2 separate regions of the Pelodiscus sinensis genome follow, and region 2 is linked to region 1. Evidence: chromatin contacts called from public Hi-C data. All regions are on one chromosome and are shown on one strand. Each heading gives the region's core, a stretch centred on a gene start, on an enhancer-like site or on the middle of the called end of the contact. The rest is flanking DNA. Distances are from core to core; before and after follow the strand shown. Region 1 holds the start of GEMIN8 (gem nuclear organelle associated protein 8). Region 2 holds the start of TCEANC (transcription elongation factor A N-terminal and central domain containing).

Region 1 (7,069 bases), core at 3,732-6,231:
AAATAATTCTCCATTTATATCAAATACTGATATATTGCAATTAATCAAAACATGCCCATTTACTTGTAAACATGAAGTGAGCAAGCAATAGAGACACTAAAGCTACAGGTTAAACCTCTAAAAACTGGGACTCAAAATGTGGTCCAGCAACATCCATGGCCCAGCACTGCTGGACCAGAGAACCCTGGCTTGCCAAATTCAGCAGTGCAGCCTGGACTGGGCTGGTGGTGGGGAGTACGGCCCCAGCAGGATGGTGTAGTGGGGAGCACAGCCCTGGTCAGGGCTGACGGCCAGGAGCGCAGCCCCAGACGGAGCTGGAGGTAGAGGGGGGCACCTGTCTGGGGCTGGTGCAGTAGGGGTGAGGGGGCTGGACACAGCGGGGCAGGCGATACGGCACGCAGCCACAGCCAGGAGCAGAACCCTACACCCAGGTAGGGAGTCTTGATCTTCCCTTTTCTGCCAAATTCTGTGGTGTGCTGGATAAAGGAGGTTCGACCTGTATAACTGACTAGAGGTATGATTCCACAAAGCACCATACATCACTCAGTTCCACAGAAGTTAAGTTGAAATGGATCAACAGCCTGTTGGATTGGATCCTGGACGGCTGTCTTTTGAAAGTGTGATGATACATTGTACGCCTTGAGAGCACAGCCCCCTGGTGGAGTATTGTAGACAGTTTTGGTAGCCACACTTGAAATATATTGTACAATATATTAGTGTATGACCCGAAGAAACAAGGCTATTTAGCTAAAAAAGGATTGAGGGGACTTTCCATTATTCAAAATTACGAAGAGCACAGCAAGAGCTAGTCAGTCACTTCTTCTCACACTACTGTATTGTAACAGAACATAGAACATGATGTAATTAAGAAGGGGAAAGAAATTAGGACAAATTACAATACTTCTTCACAGATCCCACATTCATGGAGCCAATCTGTGGAATTTACTGTCACTGAAATAAAAAGCAAAATTTTAGAGAGGACTGGAGAGTCTTATCAACATTAACTTTTGTAGCTCCGCAAAGTAAGATAAGTATGAAGTAAGTCTCTACAATTCTTATTTCAGGGAATACATCAATCACTTGTGCAGATCAGGTATTATTTTCTTTCCACTTTTTTCACCAAATCCTTAAGAATGTGGTAACGCTGACAGCCGGATAAAGGAACAGATGGACCAATGACTTGAACAAATACTAAAATTGTTCTAAGCGTTTTGTACATATTCCAAGTACTCAGTGAGAACAAAATGCCATATTGTAACACCAAAAGCTTATATTTTTCAAATGATCGTTTGAGCTTACCTATCTAGTGCTAGAAAATCTGGGAGTCAGAAGGATGTTTAAAGAAAAACCATTCAGCCTTTTCTGACACACAGCTACTGATTAATTACGGCTGTGCATCACTATATACATTAATTTTAATATCAACATGTCTCAGTTATAATTCTCATAGAAATGTAGATGTGCATCACAGAACCAATTAATTGTACCTATATGTCACTTTAACACAATCTCCTGTAAACTACATTTCTGTTTGTAAATAACTGTAAATATTAAATATGTTCTTTGGTTGACTTTTGAGACTCAGGACATGACTCTTATCTAGCCAGTATAGAGAAATACAGACCCATCTAATATGCTTACAGTAATACTGGTATAAAGGAGCTAATGCAGATACAGCTTATTGTTGTAAGAAAAGGGGGATAAGTTATAAGGGTATAATTGTGCCCAGGCTAGAGATTGTACTCATTTAACTATTTTGGTAGAAATAGTGCATTTGCCTCACAAACACACACTGAAATAGTTAAATTAGTACAAAAACTGCACACAGACCGTGCAATAACAAGTATAAAGTCACAGTTCACCATGTCCCAAGAGCCTAAGGCCCTACTCCTATATAAATGGTTCCCAAACTCTTCAGTCCACACCCCCTGGGAAGGCATGGTCGAGGGCTGGGAACAGGACCAACTTTGCGACCAGGGCAGGAGTGGGCAATAAGTTGGATGCAGTTTGCCAGGGTTAGCTCCCTGGCAGGTGGGCTGCTAACACTTTATTTATCTGCATGTCTCTGGGTAAAGCTGCTTGTAGCTCCCATTGGCTGCAGATCACCATTCCTGACCAACAGAAACTGCAGGAAACAGCAAAGACCGAGACACAACTTCACACAGTTCCCATTGGTCAAGAACGGTGATCCACAGCCCACAGGAGCCACAAATGGCCATACCTACAGACTTGCAAGTAAATAAAGTACCAGCATCCAGCCTGAACCACATCCAGCACGCGGGTTGCTTATTGCCCATCCCTGAGCTGAGGCCTCAGCTGCAAGCAGGGTCCCCTGTCTTGGAAGCCAAGGGCTGCATCCAGGAGCAGAGCTGTGGTTCGAGTGGGACTCGAGCTGCAGCTGCAAGTAGGGCTGGAATGGAGCAGAGGGCAGAGCGGGGAGGAGTGGTGGTTCTTCCCTCACTCCTCATATCGTATGGGGGTGGCCTGTGCACGTGGGCCTCCCTGAATATTTCTCCATACCCACTGAGGGGTACCCCACAGTTTACGGGCCTCTGTCCCATATGGATGTGAGAAGACAAGGTGTTGCCTTGAGATCCAGGATACAATGAGCATTTGCAAAAGGGCAAATGTAGGTTTTGGAAAATCTGAAATGTCAATTTGTACTACTTTTTTTTTTAATCTGTAGTAGTTAGCAATACGATAGTAGTAGCCCTTATTTTGGGCCTTTGTCCTATCTTGGGGCTGGCAGGTCAGTGGTAGGAAGTAGCATGCATATGAGAAGGAAGCTGGGAGTCTTTTAGATTCTAAGCTATTTGGAGCACGAGCAGTCTTCTGTGGTGTTTGCATACAGTGCCTGGCACTGAAGGGCATGGATCAGCATTTATGTCACACTGTCCATCCAGGAAGCTAATGATCCAACTGCTGGACCAAATATGGTCGTGAATCATGGTCCTGAGGCACATTTTGAATATGCTAAGAAGCAGTATATGAGGTCCAAACTCTGGTGGTGATCATTAGCTATTATCTGAACATAAATAATAACCTGTTTATATATTTTAGAAATTTGCGTCCGTTTGTCCGTGAGTCCATTTGCTCAAGAACCCTTCCTAAACGGTAAGAGCTAGGACTACCGATTTTGGCATGCTGCTGCTTCTTATCATAACTTAAGGCATGGTCAGGGTTTGGTTGCGCCAGGATGTCCCTGGAATTCAATTGTTTCTCATAAAATGGAAAGGGACAAGTATGGCAGGAAGAACAGTTATACTGTGGAATGACCACAGGGGGCAAATGTCCCATCCAGAAGCCACTGGTTGGCAGCACCCAACCCGCCCTGGGAAGCAGGTGCTAGCTGCTGTACACACACACCCTTGCCAAGCCTGGGAAGTGCCAGCAAGAAGCTTGCACGGCCTCCCCAGACCCAGCCAGACCGGCCATAGTGAAGCCAGCGGCCAGGGTGTGCACCCCACTCCTGCCCCTGGGTTGGTCAAAGTCAGCAGATGGGATGTGCAGCCACCTCCCCTCCCACCTGCAGCACAGTGAAGAAGCTGGCAGTCAGGGTGCATGGCCCCACCCCAGCCCTGGGTAATGCCAAGTTAGTCGTCTAACACATAATAAAAGTGTCCCCAATACCAAGCGACTTCTTAAAACACACCAAAAATTAATTTTAAAAAACACCCCCAGGGTTTGTGGTAACATATATCAGTAAGCCCCAATTTTGCAAAGATTTAAACAGGCGCTTAAACATTTTTTTAACTCCCGGCTTCACAAAGCCCTGGCTAGGATGATTTAGTTAGGTCTGGTCCAGGGGCTGGACTCGATGACCTCCTGAGGTCTCTTCCAGCCTAGGATTCTATGATTCTATGTAAGGTCCCCAATGAACTCTGCTTTTTAAGGTCTTTGTGGGATCTAAACTCAGTTCTGCAACCTTAGTACTGCAGAGCAAGTCTGCGCACTATATATATATATCAGGAGTGGGCAATAATTTTTGGCTTGGGGGCCACTACAAAATTTTTTGAAGCCAGGAAACTTCTGGGCTACCCCACCCACAGACCAATCAGGGCCTTGGGGTGGGGGAGCAGCCTAAAGCTTCCTTCTCCCTGCCTCCCGCCCTGGGAGCGTGTAGCACTTTGAAGTACAATGTGTTCCTTGCAGGGCGGGAGGAAGTTTTTTGTGCTCTCTCACCCCCAGGTCCCAATTGGCCTCGGGGTGGGGGAGCAGCAGGGCCTCTGCTGGCCGGATCAGCCTGCTTGGCAGGTGGGATCCAGCCCGCGGAGGCCCTTTTGCCCACCCCTGCCATATATGCTATTTTATTTTATATATACACACAACTGCTCTGCTCCTAGAGCGAAAATCAAGTTATCAGTAATGTGTATTACATCTACAGTTGATCGTTTCCACTGGAACCCATTTCTTCCGTCCCTATTGCACCAAGCCAGCTTTTTGCTGTTTGCACAGCAGGTGATACAGTAAGGCCCTGGTAGGGGGATCCTAAGTGCCCGGCTAACGCAGGGGTCACGGCCTGGGGGTGAGGGTGAGTTTGCTTTCTCACGCACCCCGAGCACCCCTTGCTGAGGCAGAGGGGCGGGGGGGGGGGGTTTCCTCCTCACTTCACACGGGGGCGGCTGGTCGCCCCACGCCAGCGATTCACCCCGATCACAGGCTGCTTTTTGGGGGGGGGCTCCCCTCCCCCCGGCCCAGTCACCAGCTGAGCGCCCAGGCGAGGGGGGGGGGCGGGTCTGTTCCCCTCCCGCGGCCCCCCACGGCGGCGGGGGGGGTCCCCGCTCCCCTGCGGCTCAGGCACGTGGGCGGGGAACAGTCGCTCCCCCCCCGCCGGATCCCGCCCCCACGCGGCGCGGGCCCGGCACGTACTGTGGCTCCACGAGCAGCGCCAGCGCCCGGGTCCGCTCGCTCCGCTTCCTGCCGGGCCGGGGGCGGGGCTCGCCGGCTGCGGCGCCTCCTGGGCTCGGGCACCATCTAGCGGCGCAGGGCAGCCCGCGCCCCCGCCCGCCCGCCGCGCCGGGTTGCCAACTTCCCGGACGGGACGCCAGGCGCTGCAATGGAGTCCGGGCGGGGAAGTTGGCAACCACAGCGGCTCGCCCTGAGCGGGGCCCGAGGGTGAATGAGTCAGTGACCGCCCCGGGCCTGGCCGCTAGCCGGGGAGCCGCCTCACTGCGCGGGCGCGGCCAGAAGCGGAGCCTGCAGCCGGGTGCGGAGCCTGGACCTCCCCTAGTCCGGCACACTCCGTGGTTTGGGACTCAGGTCCCCAGTGTGCCGGACAAGGGAGGCCCGACCTGTAAAAGTATCAAGAGCGCGATGATTATTGGATACACATTTTATTAAATAAGATCTCTGCCTGCATCTCTTTCTGCAAAATGTAAATGTGCATGACTTGCCATCCAGCTAGCCTCTAATGTGCCCTTAAAAGTGAACACAAATAGAGCCTTGTATCTTCTCCCCCCCCCCATTCTGTTGGGAGTAGTATAGTTGTGTGGTTTCAGGATACTGATGTGGTGTTATGCTGAGAGAAAGTGTGATGGGGGAAAAGATTCCTGCGTGCTTGTGCCTGATGCTTCATGCCTTCCCTTCCTGGAACTCAAATAGACATCCTGTTTGAAAGGGGCGTGTTATTAAGTCAGCCTGATTTCATTATGTAAGCAGGTTGCTTGGGTCTTCCATAATACAGCAATGCTTCATAAATAATCCCTTCTACTCTTTTGGATTTAATCCTTTTCAAATCCTGGGGTCACATGCTAATGCTAATATCCCTGTTCTTTCTTGCCTCTCTCCCTGGCCAATGGCTAAGAAGTACATAGATAGACAGACAAGGCTATTTCCTCCTGGTTGAGATAGGTTGCATCTTCCCCAGCAATTCCTTCAGGTCTCTGACCAGTTCCCTCTCACTTGGAATTGCCTGAATCCATTATCTATCCTGGACCTATGGATTACATCTTGATAACATGCTCTCCTGCATATGTCAGTGTTAGCACCCCATCGGAGGAGCCTGTGGCTGAAAGATGCAGACAGACTCTCTATTAAAGCAAAGGCACTCCAAGTTACAGACTACAGCTGAAATGTCACTACTGTATGTTTGTAGTGGTGAAAAAGCTATCACAGGATAAACTGCACAAAAGTATGCCATATGTAGTCATTTTGTTAAAGACATCACCATCAATCACATACTTAAAAGTAAAAGCTATCACCAAATTTGACACAGATTTTTTTACCCCAATATGTTTTATTTGCATTAATTGCAGCTCATATTCTATCTAAAATCATTAAAAATCACTAATTTTTAAAAACATGTTACTTGAGATCCTGAAGGTATGTAGATATTGTGGCAAAGCGAGTCCCTTTGTTGTTTGCTACTTTTCTCCTGTACGCCTATCCTGCATACTTACTCTCTGTGTGGAAATATTAAAAGATGAATGCCCTCTGGGACTTACATTTGATGTCACTCCATTAAATAAGCTGCTAAGGTATATTCTGTAAATGGTGAGATCAGCACCTTCTGCTTTTTCAGTGATCAATCTCTTTGCTGTCACTTTGCTTGATTACTTCTCAGCCAGTTGACTATCACGCTTCTTCAACCTAAAATACCGACTGTCTTCAGACCTGTGTGTGCCTTGAATGACCGTGGATTCTTATTCAGTTAAAACATAAACTTTTTCAGAATGAACTATTAACTGATTCTTAGGTCCTGTCAATTTGAAACACAAAGATAATCTAGGGCTAGGGTGTAACTGTCACAGGTTGCAGACTGTGGGTGACTGATTTGGACTAACCTCTGAACTAGGTTTTATTTTGTAAAAATAACCCTGGATAAGAGAGAACTGGAAGGGGAAAAATGGCGAGTGAATGTGGGGACTAATATTGTTAAAAAACCAAAATCTTCAGGCCATCTAGCTTTCTTCCCCCCTCCCCCTGTAGACATCTACCATGGAAAACAAAACAAAAAGAACTGTGAGCTAGCAAAAACCATAATGTGGCACTATTGTGTGAGGAACTGTGCAAAGATAGAATGGGAGAAGTTCCTGCCTAAAGAGCTTACAATCTAGACAAGACAGACAAT
Region 2 (6,028 bases), core at 3,366-5,865, 340 kb before region 1:
GGGTAGGAATGGTCCCTAGCCTCTGTCTAAAAATGGATGACAGGAGAGGGATCACATGATGATTACCTGTTGTGTTCATTCTCTCTGGGACATCTGGCATTGGACACCATAGCAGAAAGGATACTGGGCTAGATGAATCTTTGGCCTGACCCAGTATGGCCATTCTTATGTCTAATTCAACTATAAGATCTTTGGGGTAGGATTTGTCTTTTACTTTGAGTTTGTACAATGCCAGGTACAACTGGGCTTCAGCCTTACTTGGGGTTTCCAGGTGCTAATATAAAACATATTAAAACAGAAAAATGCTAACCAACATACAGCAGGTTAAGCACTGTTGTATATATTGGTTTGCAAATAAAAGAGTTACAAAAATACTAGGGGGCTGCACCCCCTGCTCGCTATGCTCACCAACTCCCCTCTCTTGGGGTAGGTGTCTGGCCAGGGCGAAGGCGGCAGGAGCAGGCTGGGGGCAGGGGGTCTTGCAAGCGGGAAAGGAGCAGAAGCGGGCTAAGAGTAGGTGTCTGGCCAGGGAGGAGGGTGCAAGAGCAGGGGGGAGTGTAGGAGCAAGAAGGTCTCTGGCCAGGGGAGAGGAGCGGGCTGGGGGCAAAGGGTCTCAGCAGAAGGTATGAGGAGACTGGGAGCGGGTCGGGCTCGGATGGCAGAGGGGATCTGGTGTGGCCCGGGGTGGGTCAGGCTCAGATGGCGGAGGGGACCCTGCATGGCCCGGGGGGGTTGGGCTTGTATGATGGAGGGGACTCAGCGCAGCCAGGAGAGTTGAAGGATCAGGCTTGGATGGCGGAGGGAACCTGGCATGAGGACTCATATGATGTCAGGACGTCACTCTGTCATCTCGCAGGACTTTTTTTTTACATATATAGAGAGAAAATATTGATTTAAAAACCATGGTCAACTAAGATTTTACAGTTACCAGCATATACTGTGGCAGCACAGCCATTTGAGATGTCATAACAGTATGATAAATCTTTAAATTCCAAAAGCACAGGCCCCTGCCACTTGAGCTGTTCTAATTTCATCTCATAAAGGACACTGATTCATTATGATGTCTTGGTAAACCATGTATTCTTATGCCAGCTTTTCAGTGCCCCAGAAACAGTATAAGAAGTGAAAAAGATATTTTATTACAGTAGACTTCCGATAATCCGGCACCCTTGGGACCCAGGTGGTGCCGGATTATCAGAAATGCCGGACTATCAGGAGGTACTCTGGCAGGGGCGGGTCTCGTCGGAGGGGAAGCGGGGGAGGGGGCGGGGGTGTGCCAAACCCTCCCTCCTGCTGCAGGGAGGCAGAGCCTGCGAGCGGTGGAAGAGGAGAGGCGGTGACAGGCAGGCAGCCATATTCAGGACGCATTAACTGCGTGTCGGCTGTGGATCCAGCCAGAGTGACTGTAACTGACCAGAACATCCTGAATGCGGCTGCTTTGGCACACCCTCGCCCCTTCCTCCTCCCCCTCCCCCTCTCCCACCGACCCCTACCTTCCCCTGCCCCCCCCCCCCCGGCAGTAGAGAGGAAAATTACATTAACTGTGTGTCGGCTGTGGATCCAGCCAGAGTGACTGTAACTGACCAGAACACCCTGAATTTGGCACAACCACGCCCCCTCCTTCTCCCCCTCTCCCACTGACCCCTACCTTCCCCCGCCCCCCCCCCTTCCCGGCAGTAGAGAGGAAAGTTACATTAACTGCGTGTCTGTAGCCAGACAGGAACCCCCCTTGTAACATCCATTTTTGCTTGCCTAGAGCATCCAGGGCACACAGAGCAGAAGGCCCAGGCTGTGTGACCGTGAATGGCTGTAAACAGAGATACACTAATTGCTGACCAAGAGGCTGCCAAGGAGTGTCCTTGACTTAACCCATATTGATACGAACACACATCCATCCACGGGGGGAGGAATCTCTCGCCCAGTAAAAAAAAAAGTCTAGTATTCACAGTTTAGTTATCTCTCTTGCAAGTGTAAATTAACTTGAAATTTGCTTGTAAGAACTGGTGCCACAAAACGGACCAGTAGAATTTGGCCTCTTAGATAAGAAAGAGGATACGGGCCCCCAGAGGTATATAGATGGGTCCAGCAGCATATTTTCTCTGAGTGTCAATCTACCATCTATCTGCTGGTCAGGTTTGGTGTTTGATCTCCCGAGGTTCCAGAGGGGACGCCCACCTCGTATTCATCTTTCCTAGGAATTGAGAGACCGGCCCTGACACGCTGGAGTCGAGAGGCACAGAAAGGGGTAAAAATTGTACCTGGATGTGGTCCTTTGTTTAAGTATATATATACATAGTGTTATAGCTCTTTAAAGATTAAGCTGTCACTTGGTACCATTATTTCTATTTTCTATCTTTACCTTTTTCCTGTGATCATTTTTAAGACCTATATATATATATATATTTGCTAGCATTTAAGAAATAGAGCAATAGCCATTGTAACCATATGCTTTTACAAGTCTTTTAATAAACCTGTAACTGTTTAAGTTTTTAACCTGACTCCTCCAGTTGCTGTAATAGAACCAAGCACAATTTAAAAGAACTTCAGCCGGTCATAAAGGGACAGACATGGGGAGAGCTTGGGCGTTTGGATCTGTGTCACTCCCAGGTGACAAGATCCGTTGGGGCACCTTTTCAGCCTTTCCTAGGCTGCCCGCTGCGAAGGAACCCGTGTTCTAGCAGCTGAAATCTAAGGTGAAATAAGCTCTTCCTATATAACGGGGCGTCTGTTGGCCTGCTGGCCACCCTCTGCGACGGGACCCCGGTCCTAGCAGTAAAGACACGGACGTTAAACCTTTTCTCGGAAACACACACACACACACACACACTGTTCTGACCGTCGGCTGACAGTGTTGGCTGTGGATCCAGCCGCAGTTAATCAATTACTCTAACAACTTGAAGCAGCTGCCGGAGCACTTCCGGGTTGCAGTTGGATGCCGGACCACCGGAGTTTTACTGTACATTGCCTTTAACCTAAAAAAACCCCATGTTTAATTTTTCAGAAAAATAAAATGTTATATCTCATAGCATGGTTCATCAGCCATAATGGAAAGGAAAGAGTAATTTTAAAAAAAATCAGAATTCAGGGTCCTGAAGTATCAGCAAGGAGCACCACTCACTGGACTTACACATAGCCAGAGAAAAAATGTGCAGTAAAGAATTAAATGGATTTTATAATTGCGATCTGAGAAAGTGCTTCAAGTATTATTGTATGTGCATTACAAATCAGTATTTGTCATTTACATGATCAGCTTGGATACTCTATGTAAAATAGTCAGAAAAACATGAAAGAATATCGCAAATACCAACAGTTTACATATTTTTGTGCTTATTTGTTGACTTACAAGAAATAGGTGAACTTTAAAATGAACACAATTAATTACATAAAAACTTATATTCAGCATGTAGCACAATACCAAGTCCTTCTCTCATATGGTCAAGTATATTTTTATAATGAACTTTTAAAATATTACTATTTAGAGTTGTTTATGCCAACTTAGATTTGCATTCCACCTGTTTAGTTTCAGGGTCACAGAAGCAGAGTTTTTTGTGTGTTTTTAAATCCTTCTGGTTACTTTAAACTGAAGGATCGTTTCTCCTCATTGCTCAATGCTTTGAATTTAATATTTATTTTTAACATTTTGACAGGAATTGCAAAAATGATGTAGCACCAAGTTGAGCGCTGGAATGTTTCTGATATTCTTGTCCTCCTCCACTAACTTTAGCTATGGCAATCATTTAAATTATTATTGCTTTTTTACACTATTACACTTCTATTGGTTATAGGTGCTAGGGCAGTAGGATTCTCTCATCTCTCCTAAATAAAAGACAGGACTATGCAGCACTTTAAAGACTAACAAGATGGTTTATTAGGTGATGAGCTTTCCCCTCAGATCAAATTGTGGAAGAAAATTGATCTGAGCAAGTGGGGCTGGCCCACGATAGCTCATCATCTAATAAACCATCTTGTTAGTCTTTAAAATGCTGCATAGTCCTGTCTTTTGTTTCAGCTACACCAGACTAACCCTGCTACATCTCTATTACTACTCTCCTAAATATATAGTGAGGGCGCCCCCTCCTGTTTCAATGTACCACTGAACACGAGACCATGGTTGATCTTTGCGTCAGCCTCTTTCTGCAACATAGCACAGTTATAAATATGCTAAGAAGCCACTTAGAAGTCACCCCGGTCCAGGAACAACCTCATGCCAAGACTTCAGTTGCGTTTAGGAAGCTCAGCAGACTCCATCATGACATGAATAGTGTACTTGAGCCAGGGGACAAGTGTGTTGGAAACAGTCTGAGTTGCAGTGTAGATGTGATCTAGAAACACGGGTCCACACACACATGCCCAGGACCAAGGTGATGCTGACAACGCCGCCCGTGGTTTGTTCTTTTCGGTAGATCAAAGGGCAGGCTCGCAGGGCGGACCCCTCCCTGCCTGTCTCGCCACGGCTGACAGGCTGCGCGCCGCGCCAGTCTCCCGCCCTCGGGGCAGGGGCGAGGGTGGTTTTGGGTCCATGTGGCAGCTGCCCTGCCGAGGCTGCGCTGCGCGCGGGGGGGGGGGGAGGCTCTTGCCACGTGCTGTGCCCAGCTGGCCAGGGATGAGCTCGCAGCGGGGCGCTCGCGCTCCCTCTGGGCCACCGTCCCCCTTCGCTGCGGCTGGGACGTTGCCTCTCCACAGAGCGGCGCTCTAGTCCCCGCGAGTCAGAGCAGCCCCCGAGGGCGGCAGCTCGGAAACCCCGGGGGCTGCCTCAGCCCCGCCTCCCGCGGAGCGCACTGAGCATGCGCAGTGCCGGCCGGGGCCCTACACGACAGCGGCAAGATGGCGGCGGCCGGCTCAGCGCGGGGGGAGCCCGGATGCTCTTGCCCTAGAGCGGAGGTAACGGTCGCCGCAGGAGTAGTGTGGGGCTGACGTACGTCGGGGGCCCGCGGGGAGAAGGGCACCGCGCGCAAGGGGGCGGGACACGCCGCAGCACCTTGGCCCGCGCCTGCGCTGTGGCTCCCGGGCGCCCCGCTGCGGGTGCGTTAGTGGCCGGACGCCTGGGGGGTGAAACCCCGCCACGTCCCCGTGTCCCCCCCCCCCCCCCGAGCATGGCGGGAGCCCTCAGGGACAGGGACAGTTTCAGAAAACAACAGCAAATGGCCCGGTAGCACTGGATAGACTCACAACGTGCAGAGGGGATCATGGGCTTCCCTGGGCACGGCCCCCTTCTTCAGCGGGGTTATGAGCAGGGGGTGTGAAAACTCGAAATAAATAGAAGGGGAAGGGAGGGAGGGAGGGGAGAGGAGGCAGCCGGGTGGGTGCGTGCCGGGAGCCAGCGTCTGAGCCGCCTCGCGCACGCCAGGCTCCTGCGTGTCACTGATGAGCCCAGGCTGGTGGGTTACCCATGCACGTGGTTACACTTCACCTCTAAGGTTGAACGTCTCTTAACTGGGACTCTCTGGTCCGGCAACATCCCTGGTGGTCACCAGGCTCCACCAGGCCAGGGATGTTGCCGGGCCAGAGAACCCTGCAGTGAGGCTAGAGCCCAGTAGCAGGGCTGCCCTGCGGCAGCAAAACCAACAGCCCAGCAGTAGGGCTGCCACCCAGTGACAATTCTGTGGGGAATAGGGAGGCCAGGAAGCAGCAAAGCTGGATCCCAGCAGCGAAACTGGCCAGCAAGATTGGGAAGCAGCGGGGGCCACCCAGCAGCACAACCTGAAGACCTGCAGTCCCACTACCACGTAGCAGTGCACCTGCCTAGCAGAACTAGAAGGCAGTGTGACTTGCATCGCTAAGCACATCATTTAACAGTTCCCAGTTAGTGTGTGAGCCTGGTAAAAAAAAATAAAAATTTGACATAACTTTCTTTCATCAGCTCCAAAATTTGAACTCTGGAGTCCCAACCTGGTTAAAAGCACAGTAATTGTGCTAATGCCACTCATGTTCTTTTCACATTACCTTTTATTGTAATAAAATGCTGACTAAAAAATTAGAGTAAACATTTATGTATTGATACGTATATTACTTTTAATCCTGAAGAATC

What was found. Hi-C and Micro-C count contacts between places; a contact is called where the count stands out from the background.
Region 2: a Hi-C map of blood shows a contact between it and region 1, with 5 times the contacts expected there. The contact joins the promoter of TCEANC here to the promoter of GEMIN8 in region 1. A contact is called at or near these places in 2 of 5 Hi-C or Micro-C datasets (blood and an unstated tissue).

What each region holds. Positions count from the first base shown.
Region 1 is chr1:212,856,900-212,863,968 of ASM4963464v1, reverse strand. GEMIN8 (gem nuclear organelle associated protein 8) reads right to left here and starts at 4,981. Exons shown (of 4, transcript XM_075914529.1): 1 at 4,870-4,981.
Region 2 is chr1:213,199,558-213,205,585 of ASM4963464v1, reverse strand. It overlaps TCEANC (transcription elongation factor A N-terminal and central domain containing), which reads left to right and starts at 4,615. Exons shown (of 5, transcript XM_075914701.1): 1 at 4,615-4,881.